2 separate regions of the Mus musculus genome follow, and region 2 is linked to region 1. A link is a contact called in public Hi-C data. All regions are on one chromosome and are shown on one strand. Each heading gives the region's core, a stretch centred on a gene start, on an enhancer-like site or on the middle of the called end of the contact. The rest is flanking DNA. Distances are from core to core; before and after follow the strand shown. Region 1 overlaps Pccb (propionyl Coenzyme A carboxylase, beta polypeptide). Region 2 overlaps Msl2 (MSL complex subunit 2).

Region 1 (7,664 bases), core at 1,975-4,474:
CTTACTTATTTTTAATTTTTTAAAGTACAGTTTAAAAAATTAGACAAGTAGGGCTGGTGAGATGGCTCAGTGGGTAAGAGCACCCGACTGCTCTTCCGAAGGTCCCAAGTTCAAATCCCAGCAACCACATGGTGGCTCACAACCACCCGTAATGAGATCTGATGCCCTCTTCTGGTGCGTCTGAAGACAGCTACAGTGTACTTACATATAATAAATAAATAAATAAATCTTTAAAAAAATAAAATAAAATAAAAAATAAAAAATTAGACAAGCATAGTAGAGCATGCTTATACTCCCAGAATTTTGAAAGCTGAGGCAGAAGATTAGGAGTTTGAAGCCAATGGAGGCAACTTAACAAGGCCCTGGTCTCCCGACATCCCAAAAGAAGAAGAAGAAGAAGAAGAAGAAGAAGAAGAAGAAGAAGAAGAAGAGGAAGAGGAAGAGGAAGAGGAAGAGGAAGAGGAAGAGGAAGAGGAAGAGGAAGAGGAAGAAGAAGAAGAAGAAGAAGAAGAAAGAACGAACATAGAGGAAATTTAAAAGTACACTAAAAGTATTTAACATAAGAGCTATGGGCTTGGGGTAGGGTTCTCTTGTTGGTATAAAATCAGTTTGTTTGTTTGTTTGTTTGTTTGTTTGTTTTTTTAAATGGAATCTCACACTACGTTGCCCAGGCTAGTCTCAAACTCATGTACTCAAGTGATTTCCTGACTAGCTAAAAATGATGGAACACCCCCACCCCTACCCCCACCCCCCAAGCACTCAGGCTAACAGGATATAGCCATGAGACATCACAGAAGACAGATGGGACAGCTTTAGGAAACCAGGAAATAACTTCAGCCACAGGACTGTCGGAAGCACCTTTCGGGAAGTCTAGTCGAACCCTTTCGGGATGGAGACAGAAGAAACTGCTGAATTTCATGTGACCCGCTGCTATCTTTCCCCAGCCGTGACAAGCACACCTACAGTGGCTATCTGGCACCAAAGAGGGGCAACAAAGGCCACATCCTCGGTAGGGTCATGCTTTTTATTCTGAGGCGCTGAGGATCCATACTGGGCAACCACTGTGCCTCATCTCCAGCCCGGATGTGTATCGTCATCATTAACTGTGGCTTCTGAAGGGTCAGCTTCATTCAGTTCTGATGGGTTGTTTCCTTATTATAAGGGAAAAGGATACTTGCCCAACCCTTGCTCTAAGCTTCTGAGAACATCTTGTTTGGTTTGTTTGTTTGCTTGATTGCTTGATTGCTTGTTTTGAGACAGGATTTTTCTATGCAAAAGTTCTGGTAATCCTGGAACTCAATTTGTAGACCAGACTAGCCTTGAATGTAGAGATCCGACTGCCTCGGCCTCCTGAGGGCTGGGATTAAAGGTGTGCAGCCCCACACTCTGCCTGTCTAAGAACATCTTTTTCAAATCGTTGATTGAACACTGTGATGGTTAGTATTATCAAACACAATCTTGTAGGAGTCGAACTCTGGGCCTGGCTGGGTTGAGCTGGGAACCCACCGTAAATACAAGCACCATCCCATAGCCCAGCATCCAGGGCTGCAGCATCCTGGGCTGCACTGAATGACACAACAGAAGGGAGCCATGGAGGAGCGTTCTCATTTCTGTTTCCTGACTGCAGGTAGCACGTGGCCAGCCAGCCCCTCCTCCTCATTATGGACCACACCCCCAAACTTCGAACCAGAATAAACTCTTTCTAAAGGCACATCTGTCACAATCCTGAGAAAAATAACACCACAACCACAGAAACAACTAAAATTTAAGAGTTCATATTCAACACAAATCTTAAAAAAACAGCTTAGAAAAAGTCACAGTTGGATCCCACAGTCAATAAACAAAGCGGACTGAAGGAGCTCAGTTTGTAAGTTACCAGGAAACCAGGCATGGCGGTGCAGGCCTACCACCCAGCTCATAGGAGGCAGAAAGTTCAAAGCCATCTTCAGCTACACAGTGAGATGGAGGCAAGCCTGGGCTACACGAGACCCTGACTCAATGGAGAAAAACAAGAACACCTTACCAGATAGAATACTACAAATTTCCACTATTCATCAACAAATTATGGATCATAAGACACGCAAATGGGTACAGCCATTCACGGGAAAAACATAATTTGAGGGATAAGAAACCTGAGGAAGCCCTGTGAGTTTACAGGAGATTCCACTGGGCTCCTCCCAGGGACCTAGCAACAGCTTATGTTATCACCTACCACCACCATGTGTGCCAGGTGTGTGTGTGTGTGTGTGTGTGTGTGTGTGTGTGTGTATCTATGTGTCCCACCCCCATATTCTCTCTCTCCCTCTTCTCTCCTCTGTACCACCCCCTTCTCTGCCCACATGGCTCTACCCCATCTGTCTGCCTGTCTACATGGCCACTCATCTGCTTCTACCCCTCCTCCAGGTCCTCACTCCTCTCCCTTCCCCAGTCAGCCCCCTTATACCAGATGTGTTGCAGGGTGTGATTTCTCAGGGGCACACTTTGGCATGGGCTTACCAGACACCCCCTCCCCACATTATATTTCACAACACACACACACACACGTTGAAACTATTAGTCACAGATGCGACAGCAGCTCTCCTAAATATGTTTGATGGATGGAATAAAATAATAATAAACGTGGAAAAAGAACTTCAGGAAATCAGGAAAAACACTGAACAAAATAGGAATAACATGAAATCATAGAAAACAAACAAGCAGAAACTGTGGATGATAAATGACATGAAATCATTATTCATCAAATTACTGGTAGAAGGTTCGCTGGCAGATTTAATCGCAGGAAACAATGGGTCAGGGAACCTGGAGATAAAACCCTGGAAGTTACCATGTTGAGGAAAGAAAAACATGAACAAAGCCTGAGGGACCTGTGGGAAGCCATCAGGGACCAAGTGCGTACCACAGGAACCCAGGAAGCTATCAGGGACCAATGTGCATACCACAGGAACCCAGGAGACACAGAAACGGCCCAGTCAAATACCAGAAGAAATATAACCCCCGACTTCCCAGATTTGATGAAAGACTTGTACAAACGTTCACATTTAAAAAGCTCAACAAACTCTAAAGAAGGATGGGCTCAATGACATCACACTGTGACACGTTATAGTCAAACTATGAACCTCCAGCCCAGGAAGGAACCGGGAAGCAGCAGGGCAGAACGGCTCCCCTCTGACAAAGGGATCCCAGGAAGATAAACGGTTAAGCCCAGGGGGCAGCAGGACATAGTTCAAGTACTTGATGAAAAACCTGTCAGCCAAGAATTCAACATCCAACAAAGCCAAACTTCAAGGAAGGAAGAGTAAGCCATTTCCAGATAACAGAGGCTGAAGGAAGTCGCTGGCAGCTGAGACATCATACAAGAAACACAAAAGCTTCGCTCTGAAATAAAACGACACTAGACTGCTACAGGAAGCCGTGGGAAAAGAGTCACTAGTAAATCCAACTGTCTAGGTAAAGCTTGTGACAAAGCACATTCCTGCGATTGTTCGTACATATGGCTTTTAAATCTGTCAACAGAGACATCGCGAGTAAAGAGTGATCTTCAATGATGAAGACACACAAAAGCACCAAGTCCACACACTGTTCATGCTAACTTCCTTTCAACCAGTTAAGATCTTGGTTGTAATTCCCCAGATGACCACTAAGAAAAAGACACTTTAAAATACAGCGAAGGAGGCTTGAAGAGATGACACCTCGGTGGTTAAGAGCACCAGTTGCTCCTCCAGAGGACCCAAGTTGAATTCCCAGCACCCATGTGACAGTTTGCAACCTTTGTAACTCTAGACCCAAGATATCCAAGATCCTCTTCTGACCTCTACAGGCATCAGGCACGTAGTTGGTATATAGACACACATGCGGGCAAAACACCAACGTGTGTAAAATAAAAATAAAGGTTACAATTGGGGGGGAGTTGTTTGTTTGTTTTTGTTTTTTTCGAGACAGGGTTTCTCTGTACAGCCCTGGCTGTCCTGGAACTCACTTTGTAGACCAGGCTGGCCTCCAACTCAGAAATCCGCCTGCCTCTGCCTCCTAAGTGCTGGGATTAAAGGCGTGCACCACCACTGCCTGGCTAAGGTTACGATTTTTGAAAAATAAAAATATGGCGAAAATTGAAGTGAACTAAAATGGTTCAACTCAACTACATACAAAAGGGGGTGGAGCTGTGGCTGGGCATGGTGGGTGGGCGTGGTGGGCGGGGCTACTGCTGGGCATGGTGGGTGGGCGTGGTGAGCGGAGCTATATCTGGGCATGGTGGGTGGGCGTGGTGAGCGGAGCTATGGCTGGGTATGTGGGTGGACGTGGCGGGCAGAGTTATGGCTGGGTATGGTGGGTGGGTGTGGTGAGCGGAGCAATGGCAGGGTTTGGCAGGCTGCTTTGCTTGGCCATGGCAGCACATGCCTGTAAGCTCAACAGACACAGGAGGATCTATAGCCAGACAGTGTTAACTACACAGAAAGTTTTTTTCATTAAAAAAGGAGGAAACTGGGGGTAGGGGAGTCCAGAAAGCTGTCTCAGGGGATAAACGTGTGCTTGTGGCCAATGCTGATGCTCAGCTTTCATTCCAGTCTACCTTTAGTGGAAGGTGAGAATTAATTCTCACAAGTTGTTGTCTGACCTTCATGCATGTATTACAGCACATGTATGGCCACACACACATACAAATATAAAAACTAAAAATAAAAAGCCATAAAAGGGGGCTGGCTCTGTGGTTAGGGCGCCTGCTGCTCTTCCAGGGAACCTAAGTGCAATTCCAGCACCCAGTTCATGCAGTTCACAGCTGCCTACTAACTCCAGCTTAGGGAGAACCGGTGCCCTCCTCTCGCCTCCAGCAGGCCAGTACACGTATGGCATGTACATGTATGTGCGCACGCACACACAGGCACATGCAAGCGCACATAAAATTTAAAACTTTTTGAGAGTTATAACAGAAGAATCCAGGCACCAAAAATCCATCTAAGAGACTAACAGACTGATCTTTTAAAAGATAATGTACATGTTCTCTATAGTTTTACTTTTGACAAAAGGACACACAAAAAAGTTGAGAATATGAGATTTAAAAAAAAAAAATTCCATGAGAGGAAAATATAGAGCCATGGTGGCAATGTTATCAGACAAAGTAACTTTAAAAAGTTATAAAATAGAAAGCTATCATGTATGGGCCAGGCACAGTGGTACATGTCTTTAATCCCAGCACTTGGGAGGCAGGGGTAGGCTAAGCTAACCTGGTCTACATAGTAAGTTCCAGAATAGCCAGGGCTACACAGAGAGAACCTCAAAAAACAAACAAACAAAGCTATCATGTATTAGGACCCAATACACATAGAAAATATAACAATTATAAAAATGTATACTAAAGGGCCAGAAAGGTGGCTCGTCAGGTAGAGGCCTTGCCTCTGAGCATGAAGGCCTGGGACTCACATGGAAGGAGAGTCCTGACCACTGAAAGTTGTCCTAGTCCGCAACACGCTCCGTGGCATGCACCCAAGCAAGGGCAACACAACACAAAAATAAATATAATTTTTAAAAAATCTATATAATTAAAAAATCAAGGAAAAATTTAAAATGTCCACCACTAACAGAGTCCTCAGATGGATAAATCAGCAAGAGCTTTAAAACATGAGAACCAAACCCTGACAGACGTGGAGGGGGTGTAATCGGGTGAGTGACGATAATCGGAGACACCTCTTCTAATAACGGACAGCAGGTTGCTACGTAAGTAGTAAACTGACCACAATAAAACAATACATAACACACTTTACAAGTCCATCGAACAGTCTCAAGCTGTTCTCAAGACATAGTCTCAAGCTGGGCATGGTGGCTCACACCTGAAAGCCCAGCACTTGGGAGACTGAGGTGGGAAGCTAAGTTCAAGACCTGTCTTAGCTGACTCTGGGACGGGTGAAAGCCCTTGGATAGCAGGTTCAAGGCCCCAGGTAAGGATTCTACCACTACAGAAATGTACGCTGTTTGACACACTGAACGGCATGTCACAATGGATGGATTTTTCAGTTTTTCAGTTAAATTTAAATAAAGATGCTTGGTTTTTGTAATGTCAAGGTCAGGGTAGGTACAGTGGCACAAGTCTTTAATTCTAGAATGTGGAAGGCAGAGACAGGGAGTTCTCTGTTGAGTTCCAAGACTAGCCTAGACCATGCAAGTTCTGGGTCAACACGGAGCTATATTGTGAGACCCAGTTCAAAAGAAGTTTTTAAAAATTTAAACTGCTGGGTGTGGTGGCGCACGCCTTTAATCCCAGCACTCGGGAGGCAGAGGCAGGCGGATTTCTGAGTTCGAGGCCAGCCTGGTACACAGAGTGAGTTCCAGGACAGCCAGGGCTATATAGAGAAACCCTGTCTCGAAAAACCAAATAAATAAATAAATAAATAAATAAATAAATAAATAAATAAAATTTAAACTAAGATCATGAAAAACAAAGACTACAGAACTGCCCCAAATTAAAGAAAGAAAATAAAGAGGTATGACAATTGGGTTCATTCCAGGTCAGAAACAAAAGTTAAGGAAAGAGGGAGAGGAAAAGGGGGAGAGGGAGAGGAGGGGAGGAGAGAGGTAGGAGAGGGGTTAAGAGGGGAGGGATAGAAGAGAGAGGAGAGGGGGAGAGAAAGAGAGGAGGAGGAAGAGGAGGGGAGGAAAGGAGAGAAGACAAAGGGAGAAAGGGGGACAGGGGAGGAAAAGAGAAGGAAAGGAAGCCATTAAGGGCTTATTAAGGCCACTAGATAAAGACTATGAATATTAATAACAGATTGATGTCATGTCTCCTTTTATATTTATATTCTGGTTAATGTTCCCGGGAAATACACAGTGAAGGACTTAAGAGCTAAAGGAAGCAAAATATCATCAGTTTGCCCCCAAAGGTTTCTAAAGTAACATGCAAATATGTATTGCTAGAGAGAATGGTACATTGAATGGGGGCAGCACATCTGGTTAAAGGGCACAGGACAGGGCTGGAGAGATGGCAGTCAGATGGCTGACTGCTCTTCCAAAGGTCCTGAGTTCAAATCCCAGCAACCACATGGTGGCTCACAACCATCTGTAATGGGATCCGATGCCCTCATCTGCTGTGTCTGAAGACAGCTACAGTATGCTCATACACATAAAACAAAACAAATCTTTAAAGGGCACAGGACAGATTTTGGAACGTGTTTCCCATGAGGTCTGAAACTACATCACAATTAAAAGTTACGAGAAAGTAACAACACAACAGCAATGAATGGCACAGTCCTGTGACAAGCAGGTGTTGCAAACAATTCCGTCAACACCACAGATCTCAAAGTTGCTAAGGCCCAGTTCCTGGAAACAGCAGCAACTGGAGCCCCACAGCTTAAACATCTACCAGATGATATCCCAAAGCCCAGCCATACTCTAAAATGTAGCCACTTCTCTGGGGGCCTCTTTTTTTCCCCTATGCAACACAGACATGATTTCCAAACCATGAGCCTCGAAGACCTTCCAGACCTCCCTGTACTGGACAAACAACCACAGAACTAATGTTTCCTATGGTGGGTTGGTTAGCTTCAGAACTAGGCGAGAAGGACTCAAAGGCATGTTCAGAACATACAAAAGCTGGGTGGCATTTCAAGTAATGTGCATATACTTACAACTTACCGAGGGTCTCACATATACACACATACAACGGATCATGAAGGGTG
Region 2 (7,664 bases), core at 1,692-4,191, 82 kb after region 1:
GACCTGGCTGTTTGTTTGAGGCCTGTGGGTTTCTGTAGCCCAGCCTGGTCTGGAATTCACTGTAATAAAAAGCTGCCCTCAAACACACAACACTTTCTGTCTCAGCCTCTCTGGTGCTGATTATAAGCGTGAGCCACAATGCTTGGCTTCTTTCAGTCTTTAATACATGACTTTATATTACTAGAATAAGAATCTATGCTGAGTGGTTTATGAATAAGATTCAGTATTATGTATTATTGTAACACCTCAAGAGGCTTAGGGCTTTAACAAGGCCTGTTTATTAGATTTGTCAGTTTTGATTTATTGCTCCAATATAAATGATTATATGTTTTACACATCAATCAATTTTGTATATAATCTAGGCTATCTGAATACTTTCATTTATGGTAAAATGCTATATACAAGCAGTTTCAGCTGTTGTCAAATGATGTGGAAGTAGGACTTTGTTCCTTATTGGGCTCTTTTGCAGCAAAGGTAACTCTGCCTCCCACATATGCTGTATTAGTCACTGTTGTATGGTGTGAAGATACATCATGACCAAGGCAATTCTTAAAAAAAAACAAGCATTTCATTGGAGCTGACTTACAGTTTCAGATGTCTATTCCATTATTATGGCAGGGAGCATGGCAGCTGGCAAGCATGGTGCTAGAGAAGTAGTTTAATACATACCAAACAGCACCCCCCCAAGACATTTTTAAGGCATTATTACCAAAAGCATGTAGAAATTCATTATAATTCTCATCAAAATCCCAATGACACTCTTCACTAAACTACTTTAAAAACTGTAAAACTCATAGAGTAATACAAAAGGCCTCAACTAGTCAGAGGAGCACTGGAGGTGTCACAGTACTTGATTTGAGATTACTATGGAGCAGTAGGAGCAAACAGCACAGTACTGACACAACAGGTACACAGTGATCCACAGTGATCCACAGTGATCCACAGTGATCCACAGTGACACACAGTGATCCACAGTGATCCACAGTGATCCACAGTGACACACAGTGACCCACAGTGATCCACAGTGATCCACAGTGACACACAGTGACACACAGTGACACACAGTGATCCACAGTGACACACAGTGACACACAGTGACACACAGTGATCCACACAGTGCAACAGAGCAGGAGCCTCAGGAGCTACAGACACCTGAGGGTTTTTACCAAGGTGCCAAAGTTTTACACTAGAAAAAAAGCCCGTCAAGATTCCAAAGGACTAAGGGGTGCAGTAAGAAGAGGTGATTCTGTGTTAGGTACCTATCTGTGATACCCATGTGTTTAAAACCTGCCTCTTCCTGAGTTTTGGGATTAAAGTGTGAGATTTGATTCGTTTTTTGTTTTGTTCATGTGTAAGTTGTTGGCATTACATTTTAGTTTAGTACTGTTTGCCATTGTAGGTTTTATTTTATGATTGTTATTACCTCCAGATCCAGTGTTCTCAGAATTTTGTTTTTTGTTTTTTGTTTTTTAAGCCACTGCCATTTAAGTGTATCAAGTGCTTGTCAGTTACGTGGGCGTGTATGTGTGTGCTTCCGTCTGTTCGTCTGTCCCTCTCTGCTTTCCCACCTTAATTTTCCCTAGTAATCTGATTAGAATATTTTTTTGTTAGATTGGGTAATCAAATGGATAATCAAAAAGACTGTGCTTCAGCCTGGTGTGCTGATGGTGCCTTCTGAACAAACAACTGTGTTACTGATGTAGGTTGACTGTGAATACACCTGTGTGCAATCTTTGTTGTTTTGGGTCTTGAATTTATAGACTGCCCCTTCCAGGGAAGCTGTGAGTAAGAGCCATAGCTCTAGCTCTTGGTACTTTTTTTTGAAGACCATGTCCCTTTATATACTGCAGCTCAGGTTGTCCTGAAACGCGACCTTCTGCCCTCCAAGTGCTGAGATTACAAAAGTGTGTGTGTGTAACTTGTATATAAGTGTTTCTAAATACTTTTCTTCCTAAATATTTAAAATATCTTCTTGGTGCTGGTTTTAAGTAGGAGTGTTGGGAAATATAAATTACTGAGAGTTCATTGGTAATATACATAGAAACTCACAGTTATATACAATGTTTTCTTGTGGCCTTCCTAAACCCAGTGACTCTCAGAGTTCTTGTGAATGGCTTTCTTGGAATTATATATATATTCTAGATAAAGATATGGGAGTATCTAACATCTTAGAGAGTTTTACATCTTCTTTTTCAACAATGTCCTCCCCCCCCCCCCCAATCCCCTTAGGGACCTCAGGTGTATGTTTGCTGTAGGTTAAAGAAGTTTAGTTTGCTGGAGATGAATGTTATAAACTGAAAGGTTTTGGGTTGTATGTTGTTGGACTCTTGTGGTTGTGTCTTGTCTTCTTGATGGCTTTTGTCGTTATTTTCTTGTATATGTGGCCTTAGTTCCATGGGGCTTAATAATTTTTTTTGTCTTGAGATTTTTGGTGTTAGTTATTTAAAAATTAAAAATGAAGGTGTCAGGGAGATGGCTGAGTGGGTAGAGTGCTTCCTATGCAAGCATGAATGGAGGTGCTGTCTAACCCCACACTGGTAGGGTGGAGACAGGCTGATGACCCAGTAGAATCTACCCTTCTATTGTTCTTACTTGTACGTCATTTATAATTTGATAGCTGTCTCAAGTTGGTAGACCATTTTACCATGTGTGTTTGTGTGGTATGTGCACATATGTGTGCCAATCATGTGTGCAGAGGCTGTAGGAGAGGACATTAGATGTCCTGTTCTATTTATTTTTTGAAAGGTGGTCTCTCACTGAACCTGGAGCTGGGAGCCAGTGAGCTCCAGTGGACCACCCCACTATTCTACCCCTTGTTGCTAAAGTTACACAAGTGTGCCACTACAACCAGCATGTTTATGTGCTTTCTGGGGATAGGAGCGCAGCTCCTCATACCTGTGCTGTACACGTTGTTAGCCCTTCCCAGCTGAGCCAGCTCCCCAGCTCCACTTTCACTTTCCTAATCTGTTGCTGTACGAGGATACCTATGGTTTATAATAGAACAGTTCTTTTGAGTTCTGGCGTACAGTATTACTTCCATTTTTCTTTATTGTAATAAGTTTAAACATAATGGCCCACGTCTGTGGTTTAGAGGGAAGTTGTTAACGTGAAAAAAAAGTCTATTGAGCCAGGCATGGTGGTGCACAAGTTTCTCCCACCAATCCCGATCTTGTTCTTTTGAGTCAGGGTCTCTGTATAGTCCTTAGCTGCCCTGGAATTCACTATGTAGAGACCATGCTGTCCTTGAACTTATATAGAGATTCACCTTCCTCTGACTCTATAGCGTGCTGGGATTAAAGATGTGCACCACTGTGTCAGGCTCAGATACCCCTCATTTTATTCTGTTCTTATGTTTTAGTCCTTGTGGGAGATTTGAATTGAATAAAACTCCCTTTTCTTTTAATGAATGAGCCCTTACTCCATTGTAGTTTACATTTTGATCTTATGGCTCATATATATAATTACAGGTTGGAATTAGATTTGTACCAATTCTGTTCAATAAGTTGTCTATTCTTCTCTTGTATTAGTTTGGGGCCTCAGGGGTTTTAAGCCTACACTTTACCACCACACTTACTTCCTGGTAGCTTTTGGAGAGAAGACCATAAGGAGGTTGGTGTTAACATTTTGTGGGCAAGACCGAAATCCAGGAAGACTGTGATTTGAGATAACGGAATGGAGACTATGTTACAGAAATGAAGTAAGATGTTGACGATTTCTCCAGTTATCTCTGTATACCCTTCCTTCCAGTCTAGTGAGTCTAACAAATTTCAGTTTAAGAGATTAATGTCTGAACTCCATTATATGAAACAGTATATTAGTTTTGCTAAAATCTGTGCTTTCCTCCTCCTCCCCTTAGGACATTTGCTTCAAGATCCTATTGCACCCACCAACTCCACCTGCCAACACTATGTCTGCAAAACTTGTAAAGGCAAGAAAATGATGATGAAACCTTCATGTAGCTGGTGCAAAGACTATGAGCAGTTTGAGGAGAACAAGCAGTTAAGCATCCTAGTGAATTGCTACAAGAAACTGTGTGAATATATAACCCAGACGACACTGGCACGGGATATAATAGAAGCAGTTGACTGTTCTTCTGATATTTTGGCTTTGCTTAATGACGGATCATTGTTTTGTGAGGAGACCGAGAAACCTTCAGATTCATCCTTCACTCTGTGTTTGACACATTCCCCTTTACCTTCAACTTCAGAACCCACAGCTGATCCTCAAGCTAGCTTATCTCCAATGTCTGAGAGTACCCTCAGCATTGCCATTGGCAGTTCTGTTATCAATGGTTTGCCTACTTACAATGGGCTTTCAATAGATAGATTTGGTATAAATATCCCTTCACCTGAACATCCAAATACAATTGACGTGTGTAATACTGTTGATATAAAAACTGAGGATCTGTCTGACAACCTGCCACCTGTCTGTGACACGGTAGCCACTGACTTGTGCTCCACAGGTATTGATATCTGTAGTTTCAGTGAAGATATAAAACCCGGTGACTCTCTTTTGCTGAGTGTTGAGGAAGTACTCCGCAGCTTAGAAACTGTTTCAAATACAGAAGTTTGCTGTCCTAATTTGCAGCCAAACTTGGAAGCCACTGTATCCAATGGACCTTTTTTGCAGCTTTCTTCCCAGTCTCTTAGCCATAATGTTTTCATGTCCACCAGCCCTGCACTTCATGGGTTATCATGTACAGCAGCAACTCCCAAGGTAGCAAAGTTGAATCGAAAACGATCCAGATCTGAAAGTGACAGTGAGAAAGTTCAGCCACTTCCAATTTCTACCATTATCCGAGGCCCAACACTGGGGGCATCTGCTCCTGTGACTGTGAAGCGGGAAAGCAAAATCTCTCTTCAACCTATAGCAACTGTTCCCAATGGAGGCACGACACCCAAGATCAGCAAGACTGTACTTTTATCTACTAAAAGCATGAAAAAGAGTCATGAACATGGATCCAAGAAATCTCACTCTAAATCCAAGCCAGGTATTCTTAAAAAAGACAAAGCAGTAAAGGAAAAGATGCCTAGTCATCATTTTATGCCAGGAAGCCCTACCAAGACTGTGTACAAAAAGCCCCAGGAAAAGAAAGGATGTAAATGTGGGCGTGCTACTCAAAATCCAAGTGTTCTTACATGCCGCGGCCAACGCTGCCCTTGCTACTCTAACCGGAAAGCCTGCTTAGATTGTATATGTCGTGGCTGCCAAAACTCCTATATGGCCAATGGGGAGAAGAAGCTGGAGGCATTTGCGGTGCCAGAAAAGGCCTTGGAGCAGACCAGGCTCACTTTGGGCATTAATGTGACTAGCATTGCTGTGCGTAACGCAAGTACCAGCACCAGTGTAATTAATGTCACAGGGTCCCCTGTAACGACATTTTTGGCTGCCAGTACACATGATGATAAAAGTTTGGATGAAGCTATAGATATGAGATTCGACTGTTAAATCAGTGGGTCTTTAAACCTACCCCTTGGTAGGAAATAGCTACAGTTTTACGGCAGCTATGGTTCTGTTGGTTTAACTTGCCGGAGCTCCTGCATATAGATCACTTGTATCAAGTGTTTTCATTGCTAAGTTATATGTGTTAGTGTCGGGGAAATAGTTTGCAGATAATGGAGGAGTAACCCTACAACTATATGTTCTTAGTTCTTACAGAACCTCATAGTTTGAGAACAAATGCTGATGCAACTGATTTATACAAAATGAACTTTGGCAAGGAAATAACAATAACCTCATTGTTTATGGTCATGCTTTGTGCATAATCAAAGTTGATGATTAAAATGTAAGGAAGTGGTATCAGTCAGTCCATAAAGATTGCGCTAATTTTTTTGTGAAAAAGTAGCCATTAGTTTATCAGGAGACTTTGTGCTGCCTTCAAATGCCGCACTGATATTTCTCCTGTTGAAAAGCTGATGTGTCCAGCTCAACCTTTGTGCTGACATAATACCATTTCTGATCATGAAAATTGGCTACTGGCGTGTATGTAGCAGTTCTTAAATCAGCAGTATTATGAAAGAAAATTTCCCCCTCATTAGAATGTTTAAGAAATCTGTCTTTTAAAAAAGTGAACAAATAAATTCCATCAGACCACAAATGTTAAGCTGTTTATGCTTTAAATATTTATGAGTTCAGCCCTCCTTTCTAGTTATCTGATTTACTTCTATGAGAAAATCCTAAGTCCTTTCACTTTGAGCAATGTTCTATTTGGTAAATAAAGTGAAGAGCTGTTTTATTCTGAATATAACTGAATTTATATAGTTCATGACAGAATTTTTAAAAAATATAAAAATAATCTAAAAATTGGGTTTTATTTAAATGAATTCTGGAATAATGCCCCAAATGTGCCCAGACTTATGCATTATACTTATTGCCATTGACAACTTCTTTTTTATTTATTTCCTATTTGCCACGGGCTTTACCTTGAATATGCTCCTTTTTTTCCTTTTCTTTCTTTTCTTTTTTCTTTTTTAGGGTGCTGTTCAAAATGAAGGCTTCTTCATCAAGGCCTTTAGTGAAGCCTGGGCATTTAGGTCTAAAGCTCGGAGGATCTTCTTTAGATGCTCTTGCATGTAAAGCACAAACTGTTTCAGTTTAATGTACTTCCTCCTACTAACTTTATGGGGAAGATAAACATTCTGTTGATGGGAGGTCCTAGTCAGTTGCTTGAGAGAGCACAGCCCAGGTTAAACAAGGACTGACTAGGTGTAGAGAGAACCTTGTGATTTCAAAGAGTTGCTGCTTTGGCAGTGCTTGTTCTAAGAAAAATACTGCTAGGGAAGTTCCAACTTCTACTGCACTCAACATCTAGTGAGATCTGATGTGTTGAAGTTGTTTTGGTTTGGCACACAGCATGTTCAATGATGGTTACTCGCCTCACAAAGACATGGAGAAGAATCCTTTGGACACAGCAGATGACACCTCCTGTTTTGTAGTGTATCCTGGTGTCATTTTCTGGGGATGTGGTCAGGTAGTTGTTTTGTTGTTGTCATTGGGCTTTTTAAAAAAACAAAAAAATACCAAAAAAATTTTTTGGTCTCTTTGGGTGGGGCGGGGGTGGGCTAAAGCCATAGGAAGGAAATGTGATGTATGTGTCCAGTATGTACGATTTTGTTTTTGTTTTGCAAGAAGAGTTGAACTATTTTTGATAACAAGAGTAAATGGTGGAAAATGCTTCTTAGTTGTCTTGTCTTTATTTGCTTACCAAGTTTTGGAATTTTATTTAAATCTTTAAATGATAGCAGTGTCTTATGAAACATGTATTTACCTGAACTTTGTAACAGTTTTTGTGTTGAACCATATTCCCTGCTATATAATCGTGTAAATCTGTTTTTTATTCACTAATGATCACTGCAGAAATGACTAGAAATGAGATTGTACACATGGATAATTAGGCTATATTTTGCAAATCTCCCAAACTTTCCTAGTATCTTAAAATTCATGGAGTACCTAATTGCTTCCCAAATTTGATCACTTTGTTTCTTGATGCATGGGAGGTCGGCAATATAGACAAAGTGGACATTAGTATGTGAGGGCCTTGATTGATCTGTAATATTGCCAATGATGAATTCAGGTTGTTTTTAGCACAAGTTTCTCTTTTTTATGCTGGTATTCTCACTGCCACATTTTTGGAAACCTGTATTACACCTTAAATCTATCAATAA

The links. A called contact is a pair of places that touch in the nucleus more often than the background predicts.
Region 2: a contact with region 1 is called in a Hi-C map of uterus, with 4 times the contacts expected there. The contact joins two enhancer-like sites. A contact is called at or near these places in 11 of 484 Hi-C or Micro-C datasets (CD4 T cells, the G1E-ER4 cell line, Sertoli cells and 6 more) and 1 of 115 datasets of contacts at active chromatin or transcription factors (embryonic stem cells).

The regions. Positions count from the first base shown.
Region 1 is chr9:101,014,682-101,022,345 of GRCm38.p6, forward strand. All of the region lies in intron 5 of Pccb (propionyl Coenzyme A carboxylase, beta polypeptide), which reads right to left. Among named protein-coding and RNA genes, the nearest start is that of Pccb, 16 kb to the right of the region's middle. Within about 2 kb of position 3,225, at least 14 of the 459 cell types and tissues checked have an H3K27ac peak or open chromatin away from gene starts, as enhancers often do. A contact at or near this core is called in uterus, where this site is marked.
Region 2 is chr9:101,096,715-101,104,378 of GRCm38.p6, forward strand. It overlaps Msl2 (MSL complex subunit 2), which reads left to right. Exons shown (of 2, transcript NM_001100451.2): 2 at 3,857-7,664. The coding sequence ends at 5,448. Among named protein-coding and RNA genes, the nearest start is that of Msl2, 26 kb to the left of the region's middle. Within about 2 kb of position 2,942, at least 42 of the 459 cell types and tissues checked have an H3K27ac peak or open chromatin away from gene starts, as enhancers often do. A contact at or near this core is called in uterus, where this site is marked.